Linked DNA regions of Sus scrofa: region 2 is linked to region 1. The links are chromatin contacts, called in public Hi-C maps. All regions are on one chromosome and are shown on one strand. The core of a region is the stretch at or near the end of the contact, and the rest is flanking DNA. Distances in the headings are between cores, read along the strand shown. Region 1 holds the start of ERC1 (ELKS/Rab6-interacting/CAST family member 1). Region 2 overlaps ERC1 (ELKS/Rab6-interacting/CAST family member 1).

Region 1 (6,601 bases), core at 1,192-3,691:
CCAAATACAATTAAAACTTTTGCTTATAATTACAAATTGGACCACACCCTTTCTTACCTAATAGCTATTAAATCTTCTGTTTCCTATAAGTTTCTTCAAGCAGAAGTATTTGTTGGAAGGTAATAGTCTGCTCATTAAGTAAGCATGTTATAAAAGGTGGTGATCTGCAACTACTGACACTCACTTTGTATATTTCTCTCTTGGGTTACAGGAAAGCACTCCTCTGGCTATGTTCCCAAATTGCATAAACCTTGGGAAAGTCAATGCTTAAATTCCATTTCATGACGCTTTCTCTTCCTTCATAAATTAATTATTGAAAGTCATGCCTACTTCCATCCATTACATAAATGTCCATTACCAGACCTGTTTTTGTTTTTGTTTTTTGCTTTTTAGGGCCGCACCTGCAGCATATGGAAGTTACTAGACTAGGAATCGAATCAGAGCTACAGCTGTTGGCCTACACCACATCTACTGCAACACCAGATCCAAGCGGCGTCTACAACCTACACCACAGTTCACGGCAATGCTAGATCCTTAACCCACTGAGCATCGAGGACATGGATGGAACCCGCAACCTCAGGGTTTCTAGTCGGATTCGTTTCCACTGCGCCATAATGGGAACTCCTGCGGACCTGTTTTCTAAGCAAGTAATAAATTAACCAATAGATATAGATAAGGCCCATGTAATCAATGAGGGAGCAGAAATTCAGAAAAAAAAGATTGATTTAATGTGCTAAGTTGTGAAACAGTGATGTGAAGCATGATGAACAGTGTTTTCTCTTAATAACACCTATTCAGTGACACATGCCCTCAAAATGTAATTAAAGAGCAATTTAAAACCATCTGACTCCAAGAACATTTCTTAGAAACAGGAAACTACCCAAAAAAATTATTCTACTTCACTTTTTTAAAAAAATCATATTGGGGTATAGCTTATTTACAGCCCCATCACATTTTTTTTTTTTTTGGCCGTCCCCCGGGGGGAGAGGGGGTGTATATGGAGTTCCCATGCCAGGGATCAGATCTGAGCCACAGTTCTGACCTAAGCTGCAGCTGCCACAACACCGGATCCTTAGCCCACTGTGACAGGCAGGGGATGGCACCTGTATCCCAGGGATCCCAAGACACTGCGGATACTGTTGCACCACAGTGGGAATGCCACATCCCCGTCACTTTTAAAGTGTCTAATAAAGACATATGCAACTGAGAAATAAAAATCATTTCTAATAATTAAGTGTTAAACACAAAATACCTAAATGTCAAGGTCTACTAAGAAATGAGTTGTAAAAGAAAACTGGGCTTTAAAACATTTAAACATTTTTCATATAACCAGCGCCAACAGAACTGTTCAAACTGTTCATTTCATCCATCCAAAGTAGTCAACAACAACCACCTGCAAACTACTCCTCAGAAATGTGTCTTCCAAAGCAACCACCTGATCCTCAGGCCTTCTCTTACGGGGCTAGGATAAAGCTTAAAAATGAGATCATTTGGGCACAAAAAAAGAGTGGAAGATAACGCCTTTAAGGGACTAAGTGGAATGGGACCTATTCCCTACTGTTGCTGCCAGAATGAAGTTGTCCTAACCGAAGATCTCGCTTTTCCTGAAGGGTATAAAACTCCAAATTCAGCCACGCTTACAATTTATCCCCCCTGAGCGAAAGGCAGATAGAGTTTCTTCCCTCCTCGACCCCACCAGCCACGCCAGGAGCAAAAAAAAGAAAAAAGACCCCAAACCCTCAAGCAGAAACGTGAGACCCAGAGCAACATCTTCTCCAACTGCCTCAAAGGCAAGCAAGCATCCACTGCTCATCTCCCTTTTGGAATCCCACCATCTCCTACCTTAACATTTCACAGAAGGGAAAAACCCAGAATCCTCACCTCCTTCACCACTGTACATCGGTACCCAAAACCCACATCCACCCTGACCGCACCCCAGCTTCCTCGGGGCTCCCCGATGCCTGCATCTCCTCTGCCTCGCCCGCAACATCACGCCGCGGGCCAGCCACCCGCGCTCCCAGGCACCCGCAGCCCCCGCCGGTCCCCGCCGCCGCCACGGCGCCGCCGCCCCGAGACCGCCCGGGTGGGGCCCGCCGGTGGGCTGGGTGGGGCCGCCCTCACGACGCCCCATCCCCCCGGCAGGGCGCGGAGGGGGAGGGGTCCCCGCGCCTCACCTACGGCTCCGCCCTCCCCGGGGGCGCGCTGCCCTGCCCCGGCCAGGGCCGTGAGGAAGACCCGGCGGAGGAGAGCACGGGGGCCTAGCGCCAGCGACGGGCGGGAAGCTTCAGGCGCTGCCCGACTCCGAGCTGCCGCCACCGCCGCCGTCTCACCCTCCTCAGGGCTGCCGCTCCCGCTGCCGCCCGGGAGCCGCCGCCACTACCGCCGCCGCCACCGCCGCCACAGCTCGGCCTGGGCGCCCGACGTCATCGCGCCCCGCCCCCTGCGCGAGACTCCAGCCCCGCCCCTGGCTGACGTCACTAGAGCCCCGCCCCCGCTGGCCGCGCCCGCTGGCCTTCCCGCAGCCTCCTGGGAGAGAGATTCAGCAGCTCCCAGGCTTCGGGCGCCTTCCAGGGGCCGGCGGGCGGGCGGCTCCGCGCTCCGCGGCGCACACGCGCGCACTCGCCGCGCGGGCGGGTGGCGCCTGTCTCCTCCCGCTTGCCGTAGGATGCTGCGCCGTACAAGCTGTGGGCCCCCGCCTCGCGGGCGTGTCGCGGACATCCTGGCCGGACCGCTGGTAGGAGGCTCGGAGCGCCGTGTTGCTCGCTCTCTCGCCCGCCTCTGCTGAACTTCCGGGCCTGGGCCCTCCGGCTGCCCGCAAGCGGGCGCAAGTCCGGAGCTCGCCGAGACCCGCCGCCTTGGTCCACGCGGCAGCCGGCCGCGCGCGTCAGGCGCCCCAGTCCTCAGGTGCCGAAGCGCCGCTGGAACCGCGCTCTGTTAATGTAAGGATGTAGGTAAGCTGAGAGAGTGAGAGGGACGCTGATTAGGTTTATTTCGCGCCTGCGGGTGTGAGCGGTGGAGTCAGGCTCAGTCTCTACCACAGTTACCCAGTCTGCCCTGCCTCAGGACCTCACCGTCACTTTCCCTCCCCTCGGCGTTCTCACTCACCGCATCCACATCCCGCCCGGGCTCACTCGGGTTCCTGCGGTTCCCGGTCTGCTGGACAGTCGCCCCCTTCAGTACGTTCCACACGTGGCGGCCCACTATTAGGACACTAGGTCTTGCAGTTAAGCACCCTAAAATATTTCATTTTCTCGGGCATGTGACTACTCGCTTATGAAAAGCCAACCTTTTTTGACTGTTTTTCAAGATCTTCCTCATCTAACTGCTGATCTGCCGTCCTGCTCCCCCGATTTTTAACATGGTGAAGTAAAAGCAAAGCAAAGCGGACTCGTCGTATCTTTGCAGTTTCTATTCTTCCACTTTCTGCTTGTGTGACCACGGGAAAATCACATTATTTCTAGGTCCTACTTTTCTTAACTGTAAAGTGGGGTGTGAACTAGATAGCTCAGATCTGTCATATCCCTTTGTGGATCTGTAGGTGGTAAGATGCTAAGCATTAAGTTCTACACACACAGGAATACTGTCAGTATCACAGACTTGGAATTTTCTTTTTTTGCCATTCCACAGTTGTTTCTCCCCCAGGTACCTCTTTTTAAACCTACATTTAGGATTTTTTTTAATTAAAGCTGGCTGAGTACTAGCATTAATTGCCTCTTCTTCCTGAGACCCATTAAAATACTAATAAAGGAATGGGGGGAAAAAAAAGCATACAAAACAGAACCTGGGAAGGAAGCCACCAAAATATTTTTTTTGTAATTTTTCACACAGAAAGTGAGTGAAGACTGATTAAAACAAAAATGGAAGAATCCGTAATGTGAAATAGATGTAGGGGGATACTGCAACCGTGAAAGGAGACCTCCCTGCCAGAAGTGATATAGAAAAACAAATTTTGAGACAGTGACGGAGCAAGAGTGAGAAGCAGGGCTGAAAACAAGGAAACCAAAAATCTCTGAACAGCAGAACCCTCCCTTTACCTTTGATAAAATAGCTAAGCATTTATCCTAAGCTAGAAGTCAAGAGTATTCGTAATCTTTGGGGAGAGTGTTTAATGACTAAGAGCAAAGCATTCTTTATTCTGACACAATAGGCAGTTTCCTAAAAACTCACCCTAGAGTGAAACTGCAAGTTGACAAGACCCTCCCAAGTTCTAAAGATTTGTCATCAGCATCCAACTACCTCATCTTAATATGAACAGTCAACCAAAGACTGTTAGAAGTCTCCAGCTTGGGGCTGGGGGAAGGAAGGGGAAGGATAAACAGAAAATATGACTATAGAAGAAATGGAAACTTCAAAAAACTTTAAAAAACAACAACAGGGAGTTCCCGTCGTGGCTCAGCGGAAACAAATCAACTAGGAACCATGAGGTTGCGGGTTCCATCCTGGCCTCGATCAGTGGGTTGGGGATCTGGCATTGCTGTGACCTGTGGTGTAGGTCAGATCCTGCTTGGCTATGGCTGTGGCATAGGTCGTCAGCTACAGCTCCGATTCGACCCCTAACCTGGGAACCTCAATATGCCACAGGTGCAGCCTTAAAAAGACAGAAAGGCAAAAAATATGTATTTGGTCATTCAGATGAATAAAATATATCTCTCATATATATTTATTTGGTCTTCATCCAAGGCTCCTGACTCACAGTTCTCGAAACCCTTGGCATTTCCTAAGGGATAAGTGAATGGGAACTCCACTGCTGATTTGCTGCCATCCTGCTTCCCCCACTAAAACTGAATGTTTGGTCTCTACTCAGTTCCTGAAGTCACTTTGAAAACCATAGAGGTGAAATGGGTGTCTTGTTATTTATAACAAACCCCTTTCTACCACAACATAATTTATGTTAATGAGGTGATTTTAAGAAAGTCCTAAGAATTGGGGCTTGTCACCAAAGGACCCAAAGGTGAATAGAGGGTTAGAACTTTCAGCCCCACCCACTGACCTCCAGGGAGGGGAGGGTCTAGAGGTTGAATCAATTGCCAATAGCCAATGATTTGATCAGTCATGCCTATGTCGTGAAGCCTCCACAAAACTCAAAAGGGCAGGGTTCAGAGAGCTTCAGGTTGGTGAACACCTGGAGAAGTGGGAAGAGTGACACACCAGGAGGGCATGGAAGCTCTGCACCCTTTCCCCACACCTTGCCCTATGCATCTCTTCTAGCTGGCTGTTCCTTATATAAAATCCATCTATAATAAACTAGTAATCCATTATGTAAAAATGTTTCTCAGTTCTGTGAGCCCTCTGATAATCAAACCCAAAGAGGGGGTCATGAGAACCTCTGACTTACAGCCAGTCAGTCAGAAGTACAGGTAACAACCTGTACTTGAAATTGGCATCCTGTGTTGGGGGAGATTGTTGAAACCTCCAATTTGTAGCCAGTTGGTCAGACGCACAGGTAACAACTTGGCTTGCAGCTGGCATCTAGAGATGGGGAGAGGAGCATAGCAGTCTTATGGGACTGAGCACTTAACCTATAGAACCTGCCGCAGTCTCTGGGTAGATAGTGTCAAGACTGAGTTGAGTTGGGAGTTCCCTTGTGATGCCAGACAGGATCCTGGTCACTGCTGTGGCATGGGTTTGATCCCTGTCCTGGAAACTTCCACATGCTGCAGGCATGGCCCCCCAAAAATTGAGTTGGTATCTGCAGACTTGCTCCTTGGTGGTATGGGGAAACCACCCCCAGTCCTCACATTTTGGAATTAGATGCAGAACCCAATTACTATTTATATTTCAAAAAAAGAAAGAAAAAGTATATTCTGGAGAACACATCAAGGGTGTAGCTGGACAATCATTTGATAAAGAGGTCATGGTTGCAGAGTTCCCATCATGATTCAGCAGAAACAAATCTGGCTAGTATCCGTGAGTACAGAATTCGTTCCCTATCCTTGCTCAGTGGGTTAAGGTTCCAGTGTTGCTGCATGCTGTGGTATAAGTCACAGACATGGCTCGGATCTGTTGTGGCTGTGGCATAGGCCGGCAGCTACAGCTCCAATATGACCCCTAGCCTGGGAACCTCCAGGTGCCGCGGGTGCAGCCCTAAAAAGCAAAAGAGATCATGGGTGCAATTCATGGATTTAGTCAGTCACCTCAGAAGTAGTCAGGAATACAAAGAGGATTATCCCAGCAGAAACATTGCCAGTGTGTGCCAATTTGGACTAAGTGGCATAGAGACAACAAAATCGAGGGATACTGTCAGATTTCAGGGATTCTATGGACAGGACAGTAGAGCTACCTGGCCACCAGTTCATATTGTCCTTCAAGAAAAGGGGGAATTGACACCAAAAGCAATTCAGAGATCAATAGGGCTGCTAGCCTGCTACCAACCAGTGCCTCAGGAACTAAGCTGCAGCCCAGGGCTGAGGGGGTGGAGCCACCACCCAGGACAAAGGAGATGAGTGCCACCCCAGTGGGCCTGGAGGGCAAAGAATTGAGCCCAAAAGGATTACTCTGGAGCCTTAAAATCTAATGAAATTTGCCTTGCTGCGTTTTGGACTTGCTTTGGACCCATTCCCCTTTCTTTGATTTCTCACTTTGAGAATGGAAAAAGTCTATA
Region 2 (6,601 bases), core at 1,261-3,760, 76 kb before region 1:
TTTCTTAAGTACCCACTGTGGATTTGTTAGACACTGACAAGATAAATTATATATATCCATCCATAAACTTGATGCAAAAAATTAATCAAACAATGAAGAAACACATACGTAGGTGTACTATGAATGGTTCATTTACATCTATGTATAGAGCTGCACAGGGAAGACTTCACAGAAGAACTGAAATCTGAGCTAAATCTTAAAGGTAAGCAGGAGAAAGGGAAAGGAAAACAAACATTCTAAACATGTTACTCAAGCAATCACTTCCACAGGCTCTTAAAACAATTTTAATCCACATGACTGTGTTTTCTGTAAGAGGATGCCACACTACGAGCGGCAACTGGAATTGGGCACTGGTACAACTAACAAGGCCTATATTTCTTTCCACATTATGTTCAGAAGTGCGACTTGATATTTTGTAGAGCTTGTTATTTCAAAATGTGTCATAAACTCATGTTCCTTCCTACTGCTTGTTCAAATTCACCATATTTCTGATTGTACTCTGCCAGAGTAACACTGTGGCTTTTCACAATCCTTAACTATTCACGATTTATTAACTCTAAAACTCAAAAAATATATGGGCATAGGTGGAAATATTCAGGACAGAAGCAGCAAAAATGTAACATTCAAAGTTCTCACGATGCTGGTAGGGTTTTCATGCTGCATGCTGTTTGAGATTATTACAGCTTCTCTAACCATGTTCTATGGCAGGCTCCAGGTTACCTCATTAAAATACAAACTCTTCAAAGTTAACTGCAAGAAACTTTGGATAGTGTCTAAACACTGATAGAAAATTCTCCAAAACAGTACTGTCTGGTAATCTGAAGACTGTAATGTACACAGCTGCAGATTAACCATTAAAAACACAGTATACGCTGTTAGGATAAATTGCTCCAATCATTCTGGAAGACAAGTCTGACATTCAGAATTTTGAACATGTACACACCCTGAGCAAATTCATTTCTGAGAGTTCATCCTAAAGAAAAAACTTAACGTACAGGAATATATGGCTAGGGATATTCAGTGCAGCACACTTTTATAATGATGAAAAATTAATAGTAGTTTTCCATAGTGAAGAGATTTAAAAAAAAATATGATGTCACCTATACGTGGACTCTTAAAAAAGGATACAAATGAGCTTATTTGCAGAGAAGAAACAGACTCACAACTTTAAAAAACTTAAGGTTACCAAAGGCGACAGGAGGCAGATGGAAGGGATGGACTGGGGGTTTGGGATTGGCATATGCACACTGAGGTATACTGAATGACTGGTCAACGGGGACCTGCTGTATAGCAAAGAGAACTCTACCCAATATTCTGTGATCATCTATGCGGGAAAAGAACCTGAGAGAGAATGGATATGCGTATATGTATGACTGGGTCACCTTGTTGTACAGCAGAAATTATCCCAACCTTGCAAATTAACTATATTTCAATAAAACTTTAAGAAAAACAAAACAAAAACACCACCACCAACAACAACAAAAAAGAGATAATGTAATGTAAATGTAATGGAATATTATAAATTCAACTGAAATTATAAAACTCCACATGTACTGACAAAGAAAGATGCTCAAGACAAATTATTAAGAAAAGCTGGTGAGGCATTCCCTGGTAGCCTAGCAGTTAAGGATCCAGCGTTATCACTACTGTGGCTTGGGTCACTGCTGTGACAGGTTCAATCCCGAACCTGGGAACTTCCACGTGTCACAGGCGCAGCCAACAAAGACAAAGAAAAGCTGGTGACATTACGTTATGCATCACTGCACTAATACAGCAGCCACTACTTACATGAGATACTTTAATTTTAAATTAGTTATATTTAAATAAAATTTAAAATTCAGTTCCTCAGCCACATTTCAATTGCTCAACAGTCACATGCAGTTGGTGGCTACCATAATATACAGGGCATATATAGATCATTTCCATCATCATAGGAAGTTGGAAGTTTTGCTGCTTTTAGCCCTCCTTCCTCACATTTCATTTTAAAAGGGATTATTCAGACTGGCACTAAAAACAATCCTGAGATTTTTTTTCCCCCTATCCTACTGTTAAAGTTATCTGAAGTCTCTGACCTTATATAGAGAATTACAGCAGTCAATTTTTTAAAATTCAATGAAAGATGAATTCTTGAAAACAAAGCATTACCTAGAAAAGTGAAAAATTATCAATAGGCACAGTGGTCAGCTAAAGTCTGAGTTTCCTCTCTGAAAAATAAGGGACAGTACGCTTCTATATCACTCTTTCTAGCTGTGCCTCCATGGCAGCAAATGATTTTTATCACGTATCTTTTATAGCAAGGCAACAGTTTCCATGGAAATAGGGCAAATATCCATTACTGCTGCCAAGGACTTTATAAGCACACTTAAACTGAGGTAACTGCTTACTTTCATTTACTAATATTTTAAAATTGAGCAACAGCTACTCTGATTCTGACTTTGTTGTGTGTGTGTGTCTATGAACAAATCAAGAGATGAGTAACAAATCAAGAAAATTCTGTCCCTCTGTAGCAATAAAATGAGTCTATAGAATCCAAGAGGGGGAAAAAAAAGATCCAGGAGATTATTAAGCCAGAATACATACCAGCTAATGTCATCCCATAGCAAATTAGAATAGAAATCAGCACAGAACCTAAGTATGAAAGAAGAAATTCCCTTCCAATAGTCTAGGAGAGCATCTAAGTTTATCTAGGCCAAAATGCTGACAAATCTAGAAAAAAAGACTGTAAGTCATAACAACTGAAAAAAAGCAGTCACTCACCTCTCTCAACAGAGCATTCTCTTTTTCCTTCTGGTCCAAAAGGCTTTCTAGGTGATGGACGTGCATCTCTGCCTCTGCCAGTCTCCTTGTTCTCTCATGGTCTTCCTCAGTAGCCTTAGCAGAAAGGCCCTTGCTCTGCAACATCTCCAGAAGCTTCTTGATGGATTCATCCCGAGCATTCAGGGTTTGCTTCTGAGTCTCAATCCGTAGTTCCATTTCCTCCAGAGTTTTTCGAAGAAGGAAGAGTTCTTTGGCCTGTCGCTCATGCTCAGCATGCAACCTCTGAAAGTTCTCCTCCGTCAGCTCTGCCACACAAGGTTCACCAGTCCTACTGCTACTATCTTGTTGAAACAGCTGGTTCAGGTCCCTCTGGATCCGCAATTCATCCTGCAGAGCCTGGATTGTCATTTGCATGTGCTAGAATCAAGACAAAAAAGAAAACCCAAATCAGCTTTCCTTCTCAAGTAGCAAAAATAAAGCAGAATAGGGCCAGTCAGAAAGTAGCCACCAGAGCGCTGAGAACCCTGCATTTAGCAAATTCAGATTCACAGTATTTTGTTTTACACTGCCTTTAAATATGATTGAGATAATCTGTAAAATGTCAGTAACTTGTCTTTATTACCAGCAGGAAACAAAGTCTAGCAGCTCTTCATTTTGCTTAAGCCATGACTAAAAGACATTGTTCAAAATTAACACAAGGTATTACACAGAACTGAAGCTGAGGAGAGGGGAAAGACACAGGAAATCTATAGCAATACAAACACATGATATAAATAACTTTATCAAAAAAACCACAAGGAATATCAAAATACAAAATGACTGTTAAGTGTTTTACAATTTGCACATTAAGTAATAAACATTTAATGAGTGCATACCAAATTGTGCCAAGCACTTTTTATGTGTTATTTCATTTACTCCTCGCTACAACACATGTACTATTATTTCAATTTTACTGATGACGACACCAGGCTTACAGAGACTTAAGGAACTTGCCCCAAGATCATCTAGTAAGTAAAAGAGCTGGCATTTGAATTAAAGCAATCCACCACCATCATCCCAATACCAAAACCAGACAAAGATACTACCAGAAAAGAAAATTAAACACCAGTATCTCTGATGAATATAGACGCAAAAATTCCCAAAAAAATTTTAGCCAACCAAATCCAACAACACATAAAAAAGATCATACACAAGGACCAAGTGGGATTCATCCCAAATTCACAAGGATGGTTCAACATATGCAAATCAAATAATGTCATACACCACATTAACAAAAGAAAACTCAAAAACCACATCATCATCTCAACAGATGCAGGAAAAGTATTTGACAAAATCCAATATCCATTGGTGATAAAAACTCTTACCAAAGTGGGTACAGAGGGAATATACCTTAACATAAATAAAAGCCATTTATCACAAACCCACAGCCAAATAATACTAAATGGAGAAAAGCTGAAAGTCTTCCCACTAAAATCTGGAACAAGACAAGGATGCCCACTCTCACCACTTTTATTCAACACTGGCCAGAGCAATCAGACAAAAGAAATAAAAGGTATCCAAACTAGAAGAGGAGAGGTAAAACTGTCACTCTCTACAGAAGACATGATACTATATATATAGAAAACCCTAAAGACTCCACACAAAAACTACTCAGACTGATCAATGAATTCAGCAAAGTGGCAGATATGATAACATTCAGAAATCAGTTGCATTTCTGTATGCTAACAACAAAATATTAGGAAACAAATGCAAAAAAATACGTACTTTTAAAAGGACACCCCCAAAAAATTAAATATCTAAGAATAAACCTGACCAAGGAGGTGAAAAGACTTATATGCTGAGAACTAAAAAACATTAATCAAGGAATTTAAAGAGGATTCAAAGAAATGGAAAGATATTCCATGCTCCTGGAATGGAAGAATTAATAGTTACAGTGGCCATATTACCCAAAGCAATCAACAGATTTAATGTGATCCCTATCAAATTACCCATGATATTTTTCACAGAACTAGAAATAAACAGCCCAAAAATTTATACGGAACCATAAAAAACCCAGAACTGACCAAAGTGGGAATTGGGAAGGGGTAAAAAAAAACCAAGCAGAAGGCATAACTCTCCCAGACTGCAGACAGTAAAACAAAGCTACAGTAATCAAGACAGTGTAGTACTGATACAAAAACAGACATACACGGAAGAGAGTGGGATGGACTGGGAGTCTGGAGTGGAGTAGATGTAAACTTTTGCATCTGAAGTGGATAAGCAATGAGATCCTGCTGTACAGCAAAGGGAACTATATCTAGTCACTTGTGATGGAACATGAGGGAAGATAATGTGAGAAAAAGAATGTGCATATATATGTATATATATTCATGGAGATATATATATATAAAACTGGGATACTTTGCTGTACAGTAGAAATTGACAGAACACTGTAAATAAACTATAATAAAAAGAAAAAACAGATATATGGCCCAATGAAACAGAAGAGAAAATCCAGAAATAAACCTGTGGTCAATTCATCTTTGACAAAGGAGGCAAAGAATATAAAATGGGGAAAAAACAGTCTCTTCGGCAAGTGGTGCTGGGAAAACTGGGCAGCTGCATATAAATCAATGAAACTACACACACACACTCACACCAGGCACAAAAATAAACTCAAAATGGCTTAAAGACTTACACATGAGACAAGACACCATAAAACTCCCAGAAGAGAACACAGGCAAAACATGCTCTGACATCAACCATATGAATGTTTTCTTAGGTCAGTCTCCCAAGGCAAGAAAATAAAAACAGGTCCACAAACACATGTGTATGAAAATGTTTACAACAGCTTTACCCATAAAAGCCAAAACTGGAAACAACTCCTCCAAAAGAAGAATGGATAAACCAGTTATTCGATACTGTAACCGAGCAGGGCCCTGTAGAGCTCCTGGACACAAAAGCCTTTCTCTATCCCTCATTTCTCGTTTTTGGCAAATGGGCCTCATTCAGCCACCATAGCCTTCCCTGGGTTCCTAGGGACAGGTTCAGACAGTTGCTGATCAGGGAAGGAAGCGGTTGCAAAGACCAGGAATGAACAGTCAAGAAACAATACCACAGCTTTGGGGCAGGATCCTGGTTCCCTCTCAAGGGATACACATAATGATGTAGGGATCTTAATACACCTAAGAGAAAAGTTGCATTCCTTATGCCCCTTTTAGAAATCAATACATTAATACTGAACAGACTGGAGTCCTCCTTTTTTTTTTTTTTTTTTTTTTTGTCCTCTTGCTGTTTCTTGGGCCGCTCCTCGGCATATGGAGGTTCCCAGGCTAGGGGTCAAATCGGAGCCTGTAGCCGCCGGCCGACGCCAGAGCCACAGCAACGCAGGATCTGAGCCTCGTCTGCAACCTACACCACAGCTCACGGCAACACTGGATCCTTAACCCACTGAGCAAGGCCAGGGATCGAACCCACAACCTCATGGTTCCTAGTCAGATTCGTTAGCCACTGAACCATGACGGGAACTCCTAGAGTCCTTCCTTGTCCTTCTACCTGGCTTAACTGCATCCTAAACAGAAGCAATTACAAACTAAAGTTTAGGCACTCTCAGCACTATTGCCCGTGGGTTTAAGATTATTAGCACATGTTTTTCGGGAACTCTCCTAGTTTGTTCTAATCTCTCATCAATATGGTCCTTTCACAAGTACTGTCATTCTAGGCAACAACTCAGAAGACCACCATCATGATAATGCCGAGCTCTCCAGATGTCAGCCTTGATGACTAAGATTCCCCCAAAGAAAGAAGACTGTATGTTTGCCCCAATCCTGATTCCTATCTGAAAACCTGCTTTTCTCCTTTTTAC

Evidence for each region. Hi-C and Micro-C count contacts between places; a contact is called where the count stands out from the background.
Region 2: a Hi-C map of alveolar macrophages shows a contact between it and region 1, with 2.9 times the contacts expected there. The contact joins the enhancer-like site here to the promoter of ERC1 in region 1. A contact is called at or near these places in 4 of 5 promoter capture datasets (fetal liver, fetal skeletal muscle and liver), 15 of 47 Hi-C or Micro-C datasets (adipocytes, alveolar macrophages, brain and 10 more) and 2 of 2 datasets of contacts at active chromatin or transcription factors (alveolar macrophages and skeletal muscle).

What each region holds. Positions count from the first base shown.
Region 1 is chr5:68,219,562-68,226,162 of Sscrofa11.1, reverse strand. ERC1 (ELKS/Rab6-interacting/CAST family member 1) reads right to left here and starts at 2,441. Exons shown (of 20, transcript XR_002344310.1): 1 at 2,175-2,441. It also overlaps a transcript of RAD52 not described here.
Region 2 is chr5:68,295,795-68,302,395 of Sscrofa11.1, reverse strand. It overlaps ERC1 (ELKS/Rab6-interacting/CAST family member 1), which reads right to left. Exons shown (of 20, transcript XR_002344310.1): 3 at 2,758-3,174. Among named protein-coding and RNA genes, the nearest start is that of ERC1, 75 kb to the right of the region's middle. Within about 2 kb of position 2,510, at least 2 of the 83 cell types and tissues checked have an H3K27ac peak or open chromatin away from gene starts, as enhancers often do. A contact at or near this core is called in alveolar macrophages, where this site is marked.